Regions from separate parts of the Oryctolagus cuniculus genome. Here region 1 is linked to region 2. The links are chromatin contacts, called in public Hi-C maps. All regions are on one chromosome and are shown on one strand. Each heading gives the region's core, a stretch centred on a gene start, on an enhancer-like site or on the middle of the called end of the contact. The rest is flanking DNA. Distances are from core to core; before and after follow the strand shown.

What was found. A called contact is a pair of places that touch in the nucleus more often than the background predicts.
Region 1: a Hi-C map of an unstated tissue shows a contact between it and region 2, with 6 times the contacts expected there. The contact joins two enhancer-like sites. A contact is called at or near these places in 4 of 6 Hi-C or Micro-C datasets (ear pinna, embryonic fibroblasts, skin fibroblasts and 1 more).

Annotation. Positions count from the first base shown.
Region 1 is chr7:132,092,051-132,097,282 of mOryCun1.1, reverse strand. No RefSeq gene overlaps it. Among named protein-coding and RNA genes, the nearest start is that of CITED4, 10 kb to the right of the region's middle. Within about 2 kb of position 1,527, at least 2 of the 8 cell types and tissues checked have an H3K27ac peak or open chromatin away from gene starts, as enhancers often do.
Region 2 is chr7:132,010,553-132,015,760 of mOryCun1.1, reverse strand. No RefSeq gene overlaps it. Among named protein-coding and RNA genes, the nearest start is that of CTPS1, 17 kb to the right of the region's middle. Within about 2 kb of position 1,875, at least 1 of the 8 cell types and tissues checked has an H3K27ac peak or open chromatin away from gene starts, as enhancers often do.

The sequences.
Region 1 (5,232 bases), core at 278-2,777, 82 kb before region 2:
GAGTTCCTGGCTCCCAGCTTGGCCACTGTGGTCATTTGGGGAGTGAGCCAGCAGATGAGAGCTCTCTCTCTCTCTCTCTCTCTCTCTCTGCCCCTAAAAGAAATGAAAATTAAAACAGATGGGGCCAGCATCATGGTGCAGCGGGTTAAGCCACTCCCTGTGGTGCTGGCATCCCACATGAACACCCATTCAAGTCCTGCCTGCTCTATTTCCAATCCAGCTCCCTGCTAATGCACCTGGGGGAGCAGCAGAGGATGGCCCAAGTACTTAGAACCCTGCCACCCACTTGGGAGATCTGAATGGAGTTCAGGTGCCTGGTTTCAGTCTGACCCAGCCCTGGCCGTTGTGGCCATTTGAGGAGTGAACCAGTGGATGAAAAATCTTTGTCTCTCCTTCTCTCTCTGTAACTCTGCCTTTCAAATAAATTACTTAATTTCCAAAAAAGAGAAAAATAGAAATCCCAAAGTTCTAATTTTTTTCATGATACAACTTGGAAGCTTTCCCACCCACCCTCAAAATATCACACACAAAAACTGCTCCCCTAAAATTCAGTTTTGATGCTTCTGGTTTGCCTGGGAAAGTCATTTCCCCTTGTCCGTGAACCTGAGTTCCCTCATCTGCAAAATCTGAACCTAACTTTCTGGATGCCAAAGCCCTGACTTTGTCCGGTCCCAGCTGGGACCCTAGGCATCCCCCGCGGCCAGGCTGGATCCCATCCTCCTGCTTCTGAGCCTGCCCCGCTTAGCCCAGCCCAGCCCCAGGTCTGCCAGTGAGGACATCAGGCACAGCCACCCTTGTTTCACCCAGCGTGGCTGGGATGCAGGGTTGGGCTGCTTGGCCCAAGTTTGCCCACCAAGCAGCAGGCACAGCCAGTCAGCGACAGAACCAGGATTTGAACCAGAACCCCCGTTCCTTTCGCTCCACTTCCCGCTCCAGTCCCAGACCTTGGGGGAGCTAAGCTTCCTTTCCCTGACTATGGGAGTCTCAGCAAGCCTGGTCCAGGTGTGTCATTTGGTGTGGTGCTGCCACCTGCAGGCTAAAGGGGGTGTCGCAGCCCACCTCAAGCAGGTGCCTTGGGGTCAAACAGGGGTAGAGAGCTTTTGCAATGCTTTCCCGTCCAGCAGAAGACTCCGATGGAGCACCAGGCGCAGCTCATTTGTCCTGTGAAAGTGCTGAGGCAGGGGAAGAGGCCTTCAACAAGCTGTGTGCCCTCCTCCCACGTCCTGCTGACCCCTTGCAGCTGATGCCTGTCTCTCAGCTTCTCTAGTGATTTTGGACTTCCTGGTTGCCAAACTGAACGGCCTCCTTTCAGCCTGTGCCCTACCTGAGCTGTCAGCTGCGCCAGGCACCTCTGACCACACCCTTCTCTGAGAAACGTCTCCCTGAGTTCCCTCCACACCTTCCTGCTGCTGCTCCTCCAGCCTCCCCTGCTGCTCCTTCTCAGTCTCCAGCTTCCCTCAAGTGTGCATCCCCCACAGCTCTGTCCTTGGCCGTCTTCCTCCATCACGCTGCACCCTTGTTCCCATGGCAACCATGGATGTGCTTACTCCAAACATGCTCATCGTCGGCTCAGACGTCGCTCCAGAGCTCTGGACCCATTTGCAGACCGTCTCCTCCTAGACTTGAATCCCAGCATCTACTCTGATCTGATCCTACCTGCTACAGCCTCGTCTTCCTGCTGGGTCCCACCCAAGGGAAAAGTTTGTCCCCTTCCAGTGGCCCCACATCAGTAGGACGTTACTGACACGGTCGCCCCTGCCCCCATCTCCTTCGGCAGCAGGACTTCCAGCTTCTTCTTCCCTGTATGACGCCCAGTGTAGAGAGCACAGGTTGGGGCCTTTCGTGCCATGTGGCCAGGGCAGCTTCTGGAAGGTGCCCTTCTCTTTTCTCCCTCTTGCTGGCTGGAATATTGATGCAGTGGCTGATGCAGCCTTTTTGGGTCATGCGGTCTGACCCATGATTGACAAAGTGCCAAGGTGGAGAGGCCTGGACATTAACACTATGGACAACCACACCAGTGCTGGACCACCTGGTTCCTTTGGTTTAATCTCCGATGATTTTGTCTCTCAAAGCCACACACCTAATCCTAAGCAATTCAGATAGAGTCATTCATTCAGCTAAAGAAGACCTGCCTATGTCAGACCTTGAGATCCACGTGTTTTCACACCAAAATATCTCCTTGGGCTTAGTCCGTCTGTCTCCTCACCGTGTCTCCCATCTACCCCACCGGGCCCCCATTTGCCCCAGGGCCTTCGTTGCTGCCTGAATCGGGGTGACCGGCTTCTCTGGCCTCCCCATCTCTCCTCTCGGGTTCATTCTACTCACAGTACAGAGAGACCTCCCCCAAGCACAAGCCTGCCTCTCTCCACTCTGCTCCTAACTCCACGGCTTCCAAACACCACCAGGGTCAAGTTGAAACTCCTCAGTCTGTCTCTCCGGGGCCGTCACTCTTTGGCCCTTGCCCACTCCAAGCATGCCCCTTGCCCTCTGGCCTCCCGGCCCACATGCTCGTCCCTCTGAGCTGGGCCTTTCTCAGGCAAGCCTGCTCATGCGTGCCACCTGGACCCAGTGCACACTGCCGCTCCCGTGGACTTTCCTTCTTCCATGCTCTCAAGCTGCCATTCTCCCCCCATCCACCCCGCCCCTGAGGGCCTGCTCCGTGTCCCCAACTATGGCGAGTGCTTTCACAGCAGCAGTCCAGGGGTAAGTCCCCTTCCTGTCCCCATTTTACAGACAAGGAAACTGAGACCCAAAGCAGGAAAGTGAATGGCCCAGGTGATGCCTGATGGACTCTTGGAATTGAGCCCTATTCCCCAGCCCTCCTTGCCGCTAAATGTGATTATGTGGTTACACTCTTGGCGAGAGCATTTGCTCTCCGAGAGCAGGACGTGGAGGTGTCCTTGGCCAGTTTGCATCTGCAGTCAAAGATAAAAAAAGAAGACAGAAAGCCGACTCAGATTTCGAGCAGCCATCTTCGCCCCTGAGGCTGGGGTCATGAGCAGCAGAGCAGCGGGAAGGAAGCAATGTGGGTTTAAGCGACTGCGTGGAACTAGAAATCTTTTCTATTCTCCGAGCCACGTTTTAAGTTTTGTGGTTCTTTTTATTACCGTCGCTAACACTTAAACATCTCCATGAGCAAGGTGTTGTCCTACATACATGAAGTACAGCAACTCGATATACATTGCGAGCTATCTGGCGCCAGGCAGTGGCTTCACCTCCGTGAGCCTCAGCCCCCTCATCGCCGTCCACTCCCCTGGACTCCTGGGCAGCAGTCGGATTCCTGCGGCTCAGGTGACACACTGTGAGGCAGCGCTGGGCGACCCAACAGACAGGTGCCTCTCTGGCTTGCAGGAGGCGTGAATTTGACTCTGATGGGAGGAACAGGAAGCAGAGGAGAGAAGGTAAAGGATTGCTATTTCAAAATAGCCATGGAAAACACACGTCTTGGGCTTCCTTGCACTACTTTTGCAATTAGTCTTATTTTGAGCTGTGTGTAAGGGGACAGGTAAGCTTACTCAAACTACACGAGCTCTGTGTGTGGGAGGAGCGGCTCCCCGAAAGGCAGTCTGGGGAGACCTCGCCCCGGGAGAAGGGTGGCTGACTCCCGGGAGGCCCAGCCAGCATCTGTGGCCCCCTGCCCCAGGGTCTTCCTCCGCAGGGCAAAGAGTCCTGGACTCCAGCCCCCTGTGTGGGACGTGGTCGACGTCACCCCTTCCGTGGACGTGTCCACAGCTACTGCTCCTCAGCACTCACCCTACCGAAAGGGAAACGGCCGTTGCTCACACACTCTCTGCTTGCCAGGCCCTGTGTTGAGCCCGTGCCATCCACGAGCTCATTTAGTCCCGTCAGTTGGCTGTGTAGGCATTTGAGTGTATTTTGAATTAGAAAGATAAACAAGAGGGGCCAGGGTCCTGTCATAGTGGGTTAGGCCACTGCCTGCTGCACTGGCATCCCGTATGGGCACTGATTTGAGTCCCTGCTGCTCCATTTCCGATCCTGCTCTCTGCTGTGGCCTGGGAAAGCAGTAGAGGATGGCCCAAGTCCTTGAGCCCCTGCATCCCCGTGGGAGACCTGGAAGAAGCTCCTGGCTCCTGGCTTCAGATCAGCGCAGCTCCGGCTTTTTTCCGTCTCTTTTTCTCTCTGCACCTGCCTGTCTGTAACTCTACCTTTCAAATAAATAAATCTTAAAGAGAGAGAGGAAAAAAGAAAGGAAAGGAAGGAGGGAGGGAGGGAGGGAAGGAAGGAAGGAAGAACGAGAGAGAAGCAAGAATAGACTTGCTCTCAGAGCAGAGCCTGGACAGAGGCCGCAGCCTGCAAGGGCGTCTGGCTGTGCCCGAGGAGACCACACCACCCCTGTCCTGAGCATAAACCCAGAAGCTCTTAAGGGAACAAATAGATTTTTTTTTGACAGGCAGAGTGGACAGTGAGAGAGAGAGACAGAGAGAAAGGTCTTCCTTTGCCGTTGGTTCACCCTCCAATGGCCGCTGTGGCCAGCGCGCTGTGGCTGGCACAGTGCACTGATCCGATGGCAGGAGCCAGGAACCAGGTGCTTTTCCTGGTCTCCCATGGGGTGCAGGGCCCAAGGACTTGGGCCATCCTCCACTGCACTCCCGGGCCACAGCAGAGAGCTGGCCTGGAAGAGGGGCAACCGGGACAGAATCCGGCGCCCCGACCGGGACTAGAACCCGGTGTGCCGGCGCTGCAAGGCGGAGGATTAGCCTAGTGAGCCGCAGCGCCGGCCCGGAAACAAATAGATTTGATGACATGAAAATTTACAACCTCTGAAGGCCAAAAGATACCGTGTGTAAAGGCAGATGACCAGCAACAGATGGGGAGAGAGCCTCTGAACGTTCACACAACCCTGAGTTTGCTGTGTCCAATATATAAAGAGCTCTTACAAACTATTAAGATGACAAACCTCTATAGAGACTAGGAGAAAGATACGAACACCTGATTCACAGAAGAAATACGAATAGACAGTGTCAGTGACTGTTTTTTTCTCCATTTAGGGAGGTCACAATTTGACCAAACATTGCAGCGTGCAGTGTTGTCGGGGTGTGGGCCAGCAGGCTCTCATACTCCATGTGGGCAGGAAGGATAATGAGGCCAATTAGGGAACTCCTTGACCGTGGCTATCTGTTTTACTGACTCGTTTTTTCTGAGCCAGTCATTCCCGTTCTAGAAATTCATTCACGGAGATGTTCCCATAGTGGTCAGGGTAAATACATAAGG
Region 2 (5,208 bases), core at 626-3,125:
GTTTGCCCAGCATTCCCCAGGGCATAAGACCTGTGCCCGAGGCACAGCCCGAGCCAGCTCCCTTGGTGGGGAGCCCCCCACCCCAGGTCTGACTGCTGTCCGCACGCCTAGGAGCTCACACCGAAAATATCACTTAAACCCACTTATTAGCACAAACACAAAGCGAGCTCACCTAGCAGGCAGATGGCGAAACCTGGCTTACCAAACTGACCCAAGGAGAGGAAAGGTGGACCCAGAGCCGGTTTACCAGATGGTTCCTTTTCAGAAAAGGACGGGGCAGCCAGAGCTCCCTAAAGGGCTGTTGGGACCAGCCTGGAGTTTGCCCCGCGTGGGAACTGAGGGCCGACAGGTGGGTAGGCATGGAGGGCCAGGGCCGGGCAGGTGGGTCTGTATTCTGTGTTGCAAAGCCAGGGGGAGGCGAGAGTTGATGGGGTTAGGGCTGCTGCCGACGCCTGCAGGAAAGCACCTTTGTGGCGCCTGGTCACACAGCCCATGGCGGCAGCACCTGGAGCCCACGGGGACTGCAAAGGTCCTGTGCCACAGAGATGCTTCAGACAGAAAGAAGCAAGGGAGGGAGGGAGACGGGAGGCGGGGGAGGTGGTGACCTCAGGGGGCTTTGAGGAGCTCAGGGAAGGCAGCACCTGCTTGGGCCCCCCACATTCTCGTCTGTACAGTCAGTGTGCAAGAAGGGGCGGGGGAGGAGAGGGAGGGCGGGATTGGCTCTGCGGTTCTGACCTGGACTCCCAGAATCCCAGGGACTCTGGGGACCGAAACGGGTACCAGGAGCTCTGCCAGCGCTGTGAAGTGCGCACCCGGAAGCACACGCTTGACCAAGCTCCCGGGCCAGCCTCGGCCTTTGGGGCTGGGACCCCTTACTTCGGGCTCCCTCCCGCTCTGCAGGAGGACCAGCCTGTCACAGCACGGACAGCCGTGCGCCTGTGGGCCGGCTGGGGGCGGTCAGAGCACCACACGCAAGGGTTCCCGGTGGCGAGTGAATGGGCTACTCCACGTCAAGTGCTCGGCTCGGAGCGGGGCCAGCCTCCGCCCCAGGGGAATAGCAGTTTCGATCATTATTAATTCAGAGGAGGAAGTCTGGAGAGCCCATGCTAATCAAAACCTCTGATTGGAGTCCTCTATGTATTGATTAATAAGCAGCGGGAAGTGAATGAATTATTCACTACCCAGAGCAGCTTGTTTGGAAGGCAGCGTTCAGAACATGGGCTCCCCCTAGGGAGCTCGGAAGAGTGGCTGGTGGGACAGACTCTGAGGTAGGCCCCTCTGAGCTGGAGTTCGAAGCCCTCCTTCCTCTGTCCCCTCTCTCCTCTTCCCTCTGCGTGGCTGAGCGACTCCTCCAGGGAGTCCTCCAGGGCCCTTCTACATCACGTGGGCTCAGGCCTTTGCAGGCTCTCCCCACACTTAGCGGTGCTTTCTCAGATCTGTGATTCCGGGCCTTGACCTGCATCAAAATCACCAGAAGTGCTTGTGAGCGCCGGGCATGCGGGTTGCAATGGGACCTGGGGTCCTGCGTTTCACAAGTGTTCCTGGCAGGTGCTGATGCTGTCTCCTTGAGGCCGCGAGCTCTGAGCCCTCAAGGGTCTTAGCCCTCTGCTCCCCGCAGCAGCCCCGCCCAGCTGTGGTCGCAGGGAAAGGAAAAGCCAAACCAGAGGCAACAGGAACGCTTTCCCAAGGCTGTGTGCCCAGAGCGGCGGCAGGGGTCGCGGTCGGAGAGTGCGCTGTCTCGCAGGGCTCCAGGTGCGGTGCCCCGCGATGCCCTGGGTCACAGCGCCCTCTGCTGCCAACAGCTCAGCTGTGCGCCTGCAGCGGCGAGCGCGCCGAGACAGCAAGCGAAGCCCCCAGCACCTGCCACCCCAGGCTTTTCCCCTCTCCACCTCATCCCCGTCGCCTCCTGGGGAACCCACTCCCATCGTACTCCCCTTGCCGCTCCCCAGCATAAACCCGACCCAGGGTTCCTCCCTGCCGCTGCTATCCCACCCGAGACTGTGGCCTCGGTTCTGGGTATCCTGCCAGGCTCGGGCACGCTTTTCTGATTCACCCACGCGTTCAGGCCCCAGGCTTTAAGCCTTCCCTTGCGTTACTCCTCCTAACAGAACGCAATCCACCTTCTCCCCCAGCGTCACTCTTCCGTCAGATGTGGCCTCTTCCATGAAGCCCTCCTGGACCCTCCCAGGCAGCAGTGATGGCTTCTTCCTCTGTGTGCACAGGCCCATGCACAGACCACCCAGTGCTTGTAAGTACCCGTTTGTGGGGTCTAGGTCCCCCTGGAAACCTCCCCTGGGGCTCTGAACACAACTTTGATGTCTCAATAAATGCTTCTGGAATCTGAAAAGCTGTTTTCCTCTAATAAGCAAAAAATGCCAGGGCTGTAGGTAGACCCTCACTCAAAGGGGAACACCACTGTCCACTCCCCAAGGCTGCATAGATCCCCAGGTGTCACTCACTCGTCTGTTCAACCAGCACGTGTCTCTGAGGCATTCCTCTGGCAGGCGTTAATTCCAGCCCAGGAGTTAAGGAGAAGAATAAAACAAAGCAAAACCCCTAGCCTCTGATGTATGCTGGTGGAGAGAAAGACCATAAGCAATATATATCAAATACAGTTAAGTGCTGACAAGTGACACAAAGAAAATGAAGCTGGACACAAGGCAGAAACTGGGACAAGGCTCTATTTTGGGCAATGTGGCTAAGGGGATCCTCACCGATGACGTTTGAGTAGAGACCTGAATGAAGTGAAGATGTGAACCCAGCATTTATCTGGGGGAAGGCATTCCTGATCACGCACAAAGGCCCTGTGGTCGTCAGCATACTCTGGGAACCCCGAGAAGACTGTGTCTTACGTCAGGGAATGCAGGAGCAGATGCTGAGACAGGATCCACGTAGAGAAGTCTGTGAGAGGGGGGTGGGCAATAACCAGCAAGGCTGCAGAGCAAGTGGAGCAGGGAAGAACAGGAAGCCACCCGGCGTGGGGTTCCAGCAAAATCCTGCAGAGGGTATCTCAGCCTGAGCCCGTGGAGTGCTGGCGGGTAGGTTTTGCCGCCAAGTTTGTCCCAACCTAAGGCAAGTTGGCTGCCCCCCCCCCTTTTTTTTTTGACAGGCAGAGTTAGTGAGAGAGAGAGAGAAAGAGAGAAAGGTCTTCCTTCAGTTGGTTCACCCCAAGGGCGCTGCGGTCGGCGTTGCGCCAATCCAAAACCAGGAACCAGGTGCTTCTCCTGGTCTCCCATGCAGGTGCAGGGCCCAAGCACTTGGGCCATCCTCCACTGCCTTCCTGGGCCACAGCAGAGAGCTGGACTGGAAGAGGAGCAACCGGGACAGGACCGGCGCCCCAACCAGGACTAGAACCCAGGGTGCTGGCGCCGCAGGCAGAGGATTAGCCTAGTGAGCCACAGCGCCGGCCTCTGGCTGCCACTTTTAAACTCTCTTCCCCAAGCCCTGGTTCAAGCCCATTCCAGGGAGAGTCAAGTCATGGGCATTCGCGAGAGCCCGAGTTGGCTGCTGTAGCCCAAGGGGGGCTCTCTCCCAAAGAGCTGGGGGTACTTGGTGTCGCTGGGGAAGGGGGACAGGGAGGAGCATTAACTTCATCTGGGTGTCAGCAAGGCCAAAGGGCAGAGGTCAAAGGGCATGGTCCTAGGAGATGAGACCAGAGCGTCAGCTGAGGCCTACCCAGGGCAGAGGGTGAATCCCTATTTGCTGGAGTCGTTGGCTTTCCGTCCAATGCAGCTGGACACCGCCCCTGCCTGACACTTCCACCTGAGTCTGCATGGCTGTCCCCAGCCCCCCAGCCCCCAGCCCCAGCCCCCAGCCTCCAGGAGAGCCCTTGCTCCCCCTGGGCGCGCCGGATGCTACAGGGCTTGCTCAGGTTTGCCCGTCTTCTGTGTGACAAAGCCTGCCTTCTTTTATTGTGCATTTACTTAGTGACGGGTGAGACTGCGCATCTTTGCGCTTCATGTGAACTAGCTACCTGTTCTGTGCTCGGCCTCTCTCCATCCGGAAGCCAACGAGAACGCGCGATGAGCACTGCTCCACGTCTCAAAGCTCCGGAGACTCCGAGCAGACACGGGGGGCCTGAGTCTCTACGCTTCGTCGTGGAGTCCCTGCTGGTGGGACAGAGCCTTCTCACTGCCGTGCTGTGGTCCCTTTGGTCTGCTCGGCCGCTCAAAGATATACAGCAGCCAAAAATATCTGGCCACTGTTGGACGTCCCCTCCATAAGCTCTCCGAGTTCAGTAATGGTTGTTTGTTTCAGCTGAAGCTTTATGGAGGCCCCGGCTGCAGGAATGGGTCCGGGGGCCCTCACCAAACCCTGGGGAGTCTGACTGTTGTTCTGGGCAGGACACAGCCGTCTGCAGCATTCCGCAGTGAGTACATAGCGAACACTGATGCCTCACTCAATGTTCTCCTGGTTTTCCCGTTTGCTAACATAAGAGTATAGGTGTTATTTAATAGTAAGCGTTTGCAAATAAAAACGAGTTATTTTGTTAATGTTCTCAATTGTTTTCTCTTTAAAATTTACTTCTTTATTTGGAAGACAGAGTGAGAGAGAGAGAAGAGAGACAGAGAGAGAGAGGAGAGATTAGAACATCATCCACTGGTTCTCTCCCCAAATGGCTGCAAACAGCCAGGGCTGGGCCAGGCCAACACAGGAGCCAGGAACTCCAGCCAGGTCTCTCACGTGGGCAGCAGGGACCCAGGCACTGACCTGGGCGCCCGCCCTGCTCTCCCAGGGTCATGAGGCAGCGAGCTGGATCGGAAGAGGAGCAGCCAGGATGCTGGCATTGCAAGCAGCGGCTTAACCCACTGCACCAGCGTGCCGGCCCCCAGCGGTTATTTCTTGATCAAGCGACTCCTGATTTTTAAAAATGTATTTGTGTATTTGAAAGGCAGAATGACAGAAAGAAGGTGGAGAGAGAGAGACAGAGAGAGAGACAGAGAGAGAGAGATCTTCCACCTGCTGGTTCACTCCCCAAATGCCTGCAACAGCCAGGGGAAGTCCAGGCCCAAGCCAGGAGCTGGGAACTCCGTCCAGGCCTCCAGAGTGTGCGGCAGGAGCCGCAATACGCAGACAATGACCCACGGCCTCCCAGGGCGCATCAGTATAGAGACCTGGATCAGGAGAGGGGAGAATCCAGGGCTCCAGCTGTCACTCCTAGAGGGCAGCTTAACCCACGGCGCCATAGGCTCCCCCACGACCATTGGT